2 separate regions of the Triticum aestivum genome follow, and region 1 is linked to region 2. Evidence: chromatin contacts called from public Hi-C data. All regions are on one chromosome and are shown on one strand. Each heading gives the region's core, a stretch centred on a gene start, on an enhancer-like site or on the middle of the called end of the contact. The rest is flanking DNA. Distances are from core to core; before and after follow the strand shown. Region 1 holds the start of LOC123127968. Region 2 holds the start of LOC123127966 (amino acid transporter AVT3B).

Region 1 (4,786 bases), core at 209-2,708, 200 kb after region 2:
AGAAAACTAGAACCGGCCTTTGACACTGGGTTAATAGGTTAGTCCAAATAGAAATAGTATAAATTATTATCAAAATATGCAAAAGCGGTATGATAATAGCATGGAAAAATCAAAAAAATATAAATATGTCAGAGACGTATCAAGGATGGGGCCAAGGATGAGAAACAATGGTTGTGTAGTTCAAGTATGCTCCCCGCGTTTATTTTGCAATACCAACATGTCCCTCCTAGATGGATCACATCCCTTACTTTTTACATCTAAGAGCATCTACAACCAGAGCCCACAAATGTCCTATCAGACAAAAAAATGAATAAAAAAAGTCATCCAACGATAATCCTTACTTTGTCCAGGCGTATCCGGGAGTCCACAAATCCCCATATCGAAGCTATATATGGAAAACATATGAGGATGTCCGGGCAGGGTGCCATGTAGGATTTGGCCCACTGTGGACAATCTTTTCTTTTTCTTAAATCTTTTTTCCTTTTCTCTCTATTTCTCTCACCAATCATATGCATGTGATCGGATAATATAAGGTGTGGTTGTTTTACAAGGAAAGCGGTGGTCTAAAACGGACGTGCCCCGGCACGTCCATGGGCGTATCAGGAGCCAAATTAAGCAAATGTGGTTGTAGATGCTCTAATAGCTCTCATGAATCCTTTATATACAGGACTTACTCCTTCGCTCCTCCTAGCGACCAGCAGCGAACATGTGGCTACGATATTTTCCTCCCGCCGACGGCGCCGGCGATCTGCCTCATCTTCAGTGGCCTTAGGGCCATGGGGGCACGGTGGATCTCCACCCTTGCCAGTGGGAAGGCTATGCTTTTATACATTTTTTTTAGTTTTGCTAAGGTTTGTATCCTGTTCAGGTAAACGAGACGGCGATGACTCTCTGAATATGGAATAAGTTTCTTCCCGTCTAGCCTCCGCCCCGATGGTGCGTCTAGCAGCGTCGGAGGGTGTGTGGAGGTGTGTCTCCAGCAGATCTTGCAGAATTCGGTCGATGGTTGTCCTTGGTGGATCCGCTCGAATCTTGTCTTCGCACGTCTACATTAGTGTTCTTTCAGGTTGGATCCTTCCTATCAACGCTTATCTTCATCGGCGGTAGTTGCAGACCGGTGCGCTGGTCCTGTTAGGCCTTAGTACGGCGACTTTCTAACTGTTTATTATAACAATTTTTTTTCGGCCCCGGCCAGGATGATGAGGACGACATCTTCGGCTCGCTTCTATGCTTGTAGTCGTCGCTAGGTGGTAGGGACCTTGATGTAGTTTTTATTATTTTTGATGTTATGTAATTTTTATTATTTTTTATGTTCGTTGTATTATCATAATGGGTAATGAACAGATCATAAACTTTTATATATATATATATATATATAATTGCTCTGATGCGTGCGGTGCACCAGTTTGATGGTTCTCGGGCACGCCGATCTCCCAAGAGCGGCACCCTACCCGCACCGCCTGTGCGGAAGGAGACCGATAAACAAAAACTGGCACGGCATCCCACCGCCATAGAGCATCGCCCATGCCCATTAAATCCGAGCAAAGAGGTTTTTTTGTCCGTCGCAACCGAGCCCACACAACCTAGAAACGCCTGATTCCAATTCCAGATCGCGGTCGCCATGGCCCTCCGCGGCTGGTCGCACTTCGCGCCGGATCTCCTCGTGACCGTCTCCGGCGACCTCACGGAGCTCGCGGACATCGCCCGCTTCCGCTCCGTCTGCACCACCTGGCGCGACGCGGGGGTGGACGCCGCGGCCGCGCCTCCGTCGCAGCCCCCGTGGCTCCTCCTCCCGTCCTCCCCGTCGCCGCTCTTCTTCAACCCCTCGGAGGACCGCCTCTACCGCAACATCCGTCTGCCCGTCCCCGCCGCGGACGCCCACCGCCGGCGCCGCCGCCGCCGCCTCTCCGCGTCCCCGCACGGCTGGATCCTCGCCGTCGACCCCACCGATCTCGCCGCATCCCTCCTTCACCCCTTCACCGGCTCCGTCCGCCCCCTCCCGCCGCTCCCCGCCTTCTTCGCCGAGACGGATGACCTGGCCTGGGACCTGTCCCCGCACAGCATCATGGCGTCCTGCGGCGAGGTCGTCCTGGTCTGCGCCCTCGACCCTCTCGCGGACTCCTGGGCCCCGGTCCCCGCCATGCCCGACTGCAACGTGAGCAGCATCAACTACGCCGGCGGCGATTTCTTCGTCTTCGAGGAGGACGCGTGCCGCACCACCATCGTCGACTCCATCACCCTCGCGGTCACGGCCGTCATCCAGCCGCCGCCCCAAGTCGACCTCCCCACCGAGGCGCGCGTCGTGGTGGCTGGTGAAGAGCTCTTCCTTCTCGTCAAGTCCAAGTGGATGTACGTCTTTACTGACGACGTGGACTTCTCCAAGGCCTTCTGCGTGAACCACCGGAGCACCAACCCAGCCTGGCAGGAGCTCACCAGCATCGGCGAGCGGGCGCTGTTTGTCGATCCTCTCCACGGGTTCGCTGTGGGGACGACGGCAGGGTTCACGAATCTTGAAAGCAACACGGTCTACTCGGTGACCACCAAGGAGGCGAGCCGTTCCAGCAGTGTGAAATACAGTGTATCGGCTTTCAACCTGCAGAGCCGGACCTCTAAGAAGCTTGCATGCCGGCTGAACGAGCTTGACACGGCTCAGCGTGGCGGGGCGGCGGCATCGTGGATCATACCAAGGGTGAATGAGGGCTGAACAAAGTCAGGGGAATCGGAGGTCCTGGTTCTTATCTGATGATGGTGACGAATGATATCTGCTTGCTCGCGGGCCAAATTCTTGGTACCTTTGCGCTTGCATATGTTCTGAAGTGAAGTCAAAACCAACCAGCCTCTTTTATACGCATGTTCTTCTTCTGTACGTACATTATATGTCGTTTAGACGTTCCTAGATTCTGAATTTCTGATCAGCCTGAAGCTTATTTCTGTGAGATGTATTTGCTGCTTAAACTCTCAAGTTTCATTGTCCACTTATAATGCTCAAGCAGTCAAGCTGAATAGATTTTGTGATGTTAAAGTACTCCATATGCTATTTCTGTTTCAGTGTGGTTTCAGTAATGGACTCGGAGCCTGTTTTTTAATGCATTAATTGAATCGGAGTCTCAGAAGCTGGACAACTGTATTTTCTTCATATTTTCATAATATATGACGCGAATGAAACTTTCATATGCATTTGTTGTTATTTATTATGCCTGCTAGCATAATGGATAACTGAGTACCAAGGCCCGGCAAATGGGATCAATTTGTCTCTAGTTGATTGAACAGAAAATGCAGCGGTGTTGATTGAACAGAATTTCTGGCGAAGCTTTGTGATGGGAACACCTGAACAGCAACGAAATGGCATCCATCCGGATTGCTTGAAAAGGATGCTACATCTGCAATGACCCGATTGCTTTTATATGTGGTAATGAACCAAGCGACTGATGTCATGAGCATGTTTTTGCTAGTGGAGAAGTAAGGAAAAGATCCAACGTAGAATGGAAAGCACGCGGAACAACCGGTTTGTTTAAGCAGTGGTTATCGAGCAAGATGGGTGTAATCTTATTTTTGCAGTTCCTTCTAAAACATACTCTCTCCGTCCTATGGTATATGGAGTATATTATACTCCCTCCGTCCTAAAATAATTGTCTCAACTTTATACTAGCTCTAGTACAAAGTTATACTAAATTTGAGGCACTTATTTTGAAACGGATGGAGGAATATGTTATAGCATCTCCAGCCGCGCCCCAAGAAGGCCCCCCGGCGATTTTTCGACCGCCGGCGCCAAAAAATTGATCCAGTCACGCCTCCAAGGGCCCAGTTTTCGCCCGCTCGGGCCGAAATTGGCGCTGGCGGACCCAACCCGAACCCGGCGCGCTGGGGTCGCTCGGGGGCGCCGGGCGAATTGTTTTTGGCGCGAAGAGCCGCGAGCCAGCCGCGTCAGCGACTCGACTCTCTTCTTGCCGCTTCGTCGTCCTCATCACCTCGTTTCCCGTGGCGAATCAATGCCAAAGCTGAGCGCGCCGGTCAGCCTCCATTGATGGTGGCGCAGTGAAGGCCGGGCGACGCGCGTCCCCTCGCCCGCCACGCCACGCGTAACGCGCCAGCCAAGCCTACCACACGGCGCCTCCGCCTATATAAGCCGACCACCAGCGCGCCGGAGACACGCACAGATACTCCACCGTCGACGCGCCCATTTCTCCCCCTTCCTCCTCTTGCCGTCTCCAGTTCAGAAGAATGGCCGAGCGCTTCCCAGGCGACGGCGCGGCGGCGAATGGCTTCGGGCGCCGCCATCTTCACGAGGACGAGGCTCGCCTCCTTTTCGAGGCCGAGTACCCGGTCCCATCGGACATATGCGGGTGCCCGGGGCTTGGAGGATCAGCGCCGGCGGCGTGCCGGTGCCACCACCACCCACCGGGGCGCACACGGCGTGCGGAGATCGCACGTATCCGCGCATCCCTGCCGCGGGCGGCGAGGGAGGGGCCACGCTACGTCCCCGACAGCCCGCTCTGGAAGCCCTACTTCCGCCGCCGTCACGCCGAGCAGCTCGAGGCCACCAACGGCGTCGTGCCCTCCGACAGGCTCAACTCCGAGGGTCGGCGCCGGTGGTGGGGCGTGCCCGGCCGCATGTTGGAGGCCGTCCTCGAGTACATCGAGGGCGGCAACACGCCGCGCCTCGAGTACCCCGCTCCCCCGTCCTTCTCACGCCGTCGTGGGAGCTCCTGGACGCCGAGGCGCATGGAGCGGCCCGGGGCGTCCTCCTCCTCGTCCGGCCGCTCGTCGGGCTCTCCCTGCCTCCGCC
Region 2 (4,485 bases), core at 1,665-4,164:
CCATCAACCCCGTTCACTTGAACGCTTCCGCTTAGCGATCTACAAGGGTATGTAGATGCACTCTCCTTCCCCTCGTTGCTGGATTACTCCATAGATTGATCTTGGTGATGCGTAGAAAATTTTAAATTTCTGCTACGATCCCCAACACGAAGACGTTTGACTACATCAATCGCGTTACTTAACGCTTCCGCTTTCGTTCTACGAGGGTACGTGGACGAACTCTCCCTGCTCGTTGCTATGCTTCTCCTAGATAGATCTTGCATGATCGTAGGAATTTTTTGAAATAATGCGTTCCCCAACAGGTGATGTGTTACGTAACGAGTAAAGAGACTTCTCGGTAATGAGATTGAACTAGGTATGAAGATACCGACGATCGAATCTCGGGGAAGTAACACACCAATGGACAAAGGGTTTTACGTATGTTGTCATAACGGTTCGACCCATAAAGATCTTCGTAGAATATGTAGGAGCCAATATGAGCATCCAGGTTCCGCTATTGGTTATTGACCCGAGAGGTGTATCGGTCATGTCTACATAGTTCTCGAACCCGTAGGGTCCACACGCTTAACGTTCATTGACGATATAGTATTATATGACTTATGTGATTTGGTGACCTAATGTTGTTCGGAATCCCGGATGAGATCACGGACATGACGATGAGTCTTGAAATGGTTGAGAGTTAAAGATTGATATATAGGACGATGAAATTCAGACACCGGAAGTGTTCCGGAGGGTACTGGGTACATTTCGAGTTACCGGAAGGGGTTCTGGGCACCCCCGACAAAAGATATGGGCCTTATGAGCGAAGAGGGGAAACACACCAGCCACAAGGGGCTGGTGCGCCCCCATATGGGCCGGCCTAAGTGGAGAAGGAAAAGGGGAGGAGGAAAGTAAAGAGAGGGAATAGGATTCCCCCTTCCTTTTTTCGAGGAACTATTCCCCCTTCCTTTCCCCTCACCCCTCTTTCCTTCCCCCTTTCGTATACAAGGAAGGGGGGGCGCAGGGCAAGACAGGGCCCCTAGGGGGCGGCGGCCAAGCCCTAGGCCGCCCTGGTTGCCTTCCCTCCCCTCCCACCTATATATATGTGGGGAGGGGGCACGTCACAAGCACACAACATCAATTGTTAGTCGTGTGCAGCGCCCCCCTCCACAGTTTACACCCCCGGTCATATTCTCGCGGTGCTTAGACGAAGCCCTGCGCGGATCACTTCACCATCACCGTCACCACACCATCGTGCTGACGGAACTCATCTACTACCTCAACACCTTGTTGGATAAAGAAGGCGAGGAACGTCATCACGCTGAACGTGGTAGAACTCGGAGGTGCCGTACATTCGGTGCTTGATCGGTCAGAGCTGGAAGAAGTTCGAGTACATCAACCACGTTGTCAAACGCTTCTGCTTTCGGTCTACGAGGGTACGTGGACACACTCTCCTCCTCTCGTTACTATGCATCTCCTATATAGATCTTGCGTGAGCGTAGGAATTTTTTTGAAATTGCATGCTACGTTTCCCAACATATCCCTCATTTTCTTTTTAGTCTGCCTATTAGGTTTTTCTGAAGTCAAACTCTCCAAAGTTTTAGCAAGTTTATATAAAAATATAAACATTCACAATATAACATCAAGATCGTTAGATTCCATGAAATAAATTTTGATATTATATTTATTAGGTGCTATAGAAGCTTATACTTTTTATACATCAACTTGGTCAAACTTTGCAAAGTTTAACTTGAGACAAATCTAATGCACAAAGTAAGAGAAAAGGAGGAGGGGGAGTATATACTCTTACAAAGACCCGAGTTGGTGATGATTTATTCACACTCAAAGATTAGATTTTAGTTGTCAAGAAATTATTTGCCACAATTATGATATATTTTATGAAGTAGGTAGATGTATCGGGATCTTTTGATTATTATTTTTGATAGAAAGACTATAAGGGAACCCCCTACAGTATAATTGATGCAACAAACCCAAATTGCAAGTACCAAGCCTTGAACCTGGGTGGGTGGGAAGACACCAGCCCCTTCCCACCACTAGGCTATGCCTTAGTCTGCAATATTTGATTTGATTATTTGATTTGATTGATTTATGTTTTGAGATATTGTTTTATTTGCCCAAAGTTTAACTTGCTCGTGCAATAGAAAAACACTTCTATATCAAGTATATCAGTATATGAATTATGTAGCAATGTATGAATATTTGACCGCGGAATCGAACCGTCTGTTTTAAGAAAAGAAAATGTAAAGCATATACGAACACAAGAACAATGTGAAACTACCATGCACGACAACGTGGGAGAACACGGCTTACTGAGAATTATATTAGTCATAGCTAACTACCCATGCGTTGCAACTGGAGCATACATATTGTAGTGGTTCAACATCAATTTTGTATGACATATACATTGCACACATCATATGATTTAATTTGATTTGTGTATGGATAGAGGAAGTCAAAGAAAATTTTGATTTAGGTGAAGTTTTGGTAAGATTTGATTTGATTTGGTTTAAGTATGGATAGATGCAGATTTTTTTTATTTAGTAAAGATTTGGTTTGACTTGATTGAGTTAATGCAAGACGTTAGCTTTGTAAAAGTACCATTTGATTTATATTGTTCCAAGTTACTCTGAGAAATATTTGGGAAATTTCGAAAATATAAAAAAAGGAAGAAAATGCTCCTAGCTGTGTGCAGGCTGTACGATTTCACACGAGAACACGTGGCCGTCAAACGCATACAACAATCTTGGTAGGTGCTGTACTACTCATACACCGCCACGCGCTTCCAGGTGGTCCCGGGGGGCGCAGAAAACAAAACATGCTCATGGACCACGCCCATGATATTTTCCCACGATTTTTTGGCAAAATATTTTCCCACGATGGCAGGCCATCCTCTCCTCTCTACAAAAGCACCGGCAACCCCCCCGGAGAGGGAGCCCGCAGCCACTCCTTCCTCATCGGTTTCCTCCGCCGCGAGATCGCCCGTTTTCTCTCGATACTTCCGACGACCGGAGCGGAAGACGAATACAAATCCCGTCGAATTCGCCTGTTCGTCGTTCCATCTTCTGCCTCCCTCTATCTGTGTGGTGGTCACCCAATTCGTTTGTGTTAATCTCGATTCAATCGCCCGCGCGCCATGGGATTGGGGAGCGACGCGAGCTCGTCGTCGTCGCGGCTGGACTCGGCGCCGCTGCTGCCGCACCACAGCGCCGAGGGGGGGCACCTGTCGTCGCAGCCCAAGACCTTCGCGAACGTGTTCATCGCTGTGGTCGGCGCCGGCGTGCTGGGCCTGCCCTACACGTTCTCGCGCACCGGCTGGGCCGCGGGCTCCATCCTGCTCCTCTCCGTCGCGCTGCTCACCTTCTACTGCATGATGCTGCTCGTCGCCTGCCGCCGCCGCCTCGCCGACGACCACCCGAAGATGCTCTCCTCGTTTGGGGATCTGGGGGACGCCGTGTTCGGCGCGCCCGGCCGCCTCGCCGTGGACACCATGCTGGTGCTCAGCCAGGCCAGCTTCTGCGTCGGGTACCTCATCTTCATCTCCAACACCATGGCGCACCTCTACCCCGTCTTCGCCCCCTCCTCGAACGTCTTCCTCTCCCCTAAGGCGCTCTTCATCTACGCCATGCTGCCGTTCCAGCTCGGGCTCAACTCCATCAAGACGCTCACGCTCCTCGCGCCGCTCAGCATCTTCGCCGACGTCGTCGACCTCGGCGCCATGGGGGTCGTTGTTGGCCAGGACGTGTCGACTTGGCTCGCCGCGCACCCACCCGTCGCCGCGTTCGGCGCCCCCGCCGCGCTCCTCTACGGTGCGGGCGTGTCCGTGTACGCCTTCGAGGGCGTCTGTATGGTCCTGCCGCTGGAGGCGGAGGCCGCGGACAAGAAGAAGTTCGGCGCCACGCTCGGGCTGTCCATGGCGTTCATAGCTGTCATGTACGGGCTGTTCGGCGTCATGGGGTACGTCGCGTTCGGCGACGCCACGCGCGACATCATCACCACCAACCTCGGCAGCGGGTGGCTGTCGGCCGCCGTGCAGCTGGGGCTGTGCATCAACCTCTTCTTCACCATGCCGGTGATGATGAACCCGGTGTACGAGGTCGCCGAGCGCCTGTTCCACGGAAAGCGCTACTGCTGGTGGATGCGGTGGGTGCTCGTGGTCACCGTGGGGCTCGCGGCCATGCTTGTGCCCAATTTCACCGACTTCCTCTCCCTCGTGGGGAGCAGCGTCTGCGTGCTGCTCGGGTTCGTGCTGCCGGCCACCTTCCACATCAAGGTGTTTGGCGCCGAGATGGGCTGGGTTGGGGTTCTCAGCGACGTCCTCCTGGTGGTGCTCGGCCTCGTGCTCGCCGTCTTCGGCACCTACTCGTCGCTGGTGCAAATCTTCCACTCTTCCAGCGCTTAAATTCCGGTATTCGCCGAGGATTAATTTGCTCGGTGCATTGGCTCTCTCATCCACGCTGGTTAAGCTCTCGCGTAGTAGTTTTCCAC

Evidence for each region. Hi-C and Micro-C count contacts between places; a contact is called where the count stands out from the background.
Region 1: a contact with region 2 is called in a Hi-C map of leaf, with 2.7 times the contacts expected there. The contact joins the promoter of LOC123127968 here to the promoter of LOC123127966 in region 2. A contact is called at or near these places in 2 of 5 Hi-C or Micro-C datasets (both in leaf).

What each region holds. Positions count from the first base shown.
Region 1 is chr6A:472,781,441-472,786,226 of IWGSC CS RefSeq v2.1, forward strand. It overlaps LOC123127968, which reads left to right and starts at 1,459. Exons shown (of 1, transcript XM_044547846.1): 1 at 1,459-3,028. The coding sequence starts at 1,622. The coding sequence ends at 2,704.
Region 2 is chr6A:472,583,396-472,587,880 of IWGSC CS RefSeq v2.1, forward strand. LOC123127966 (amino acid transporter AVT3B) reads left to right here and starts at 2,915. Exons shown (of 1, transcript XM_044547845.1): 1 at 2,915-4,485. The coding sequence starts at 3,134. The coding sequence ends at 4,399.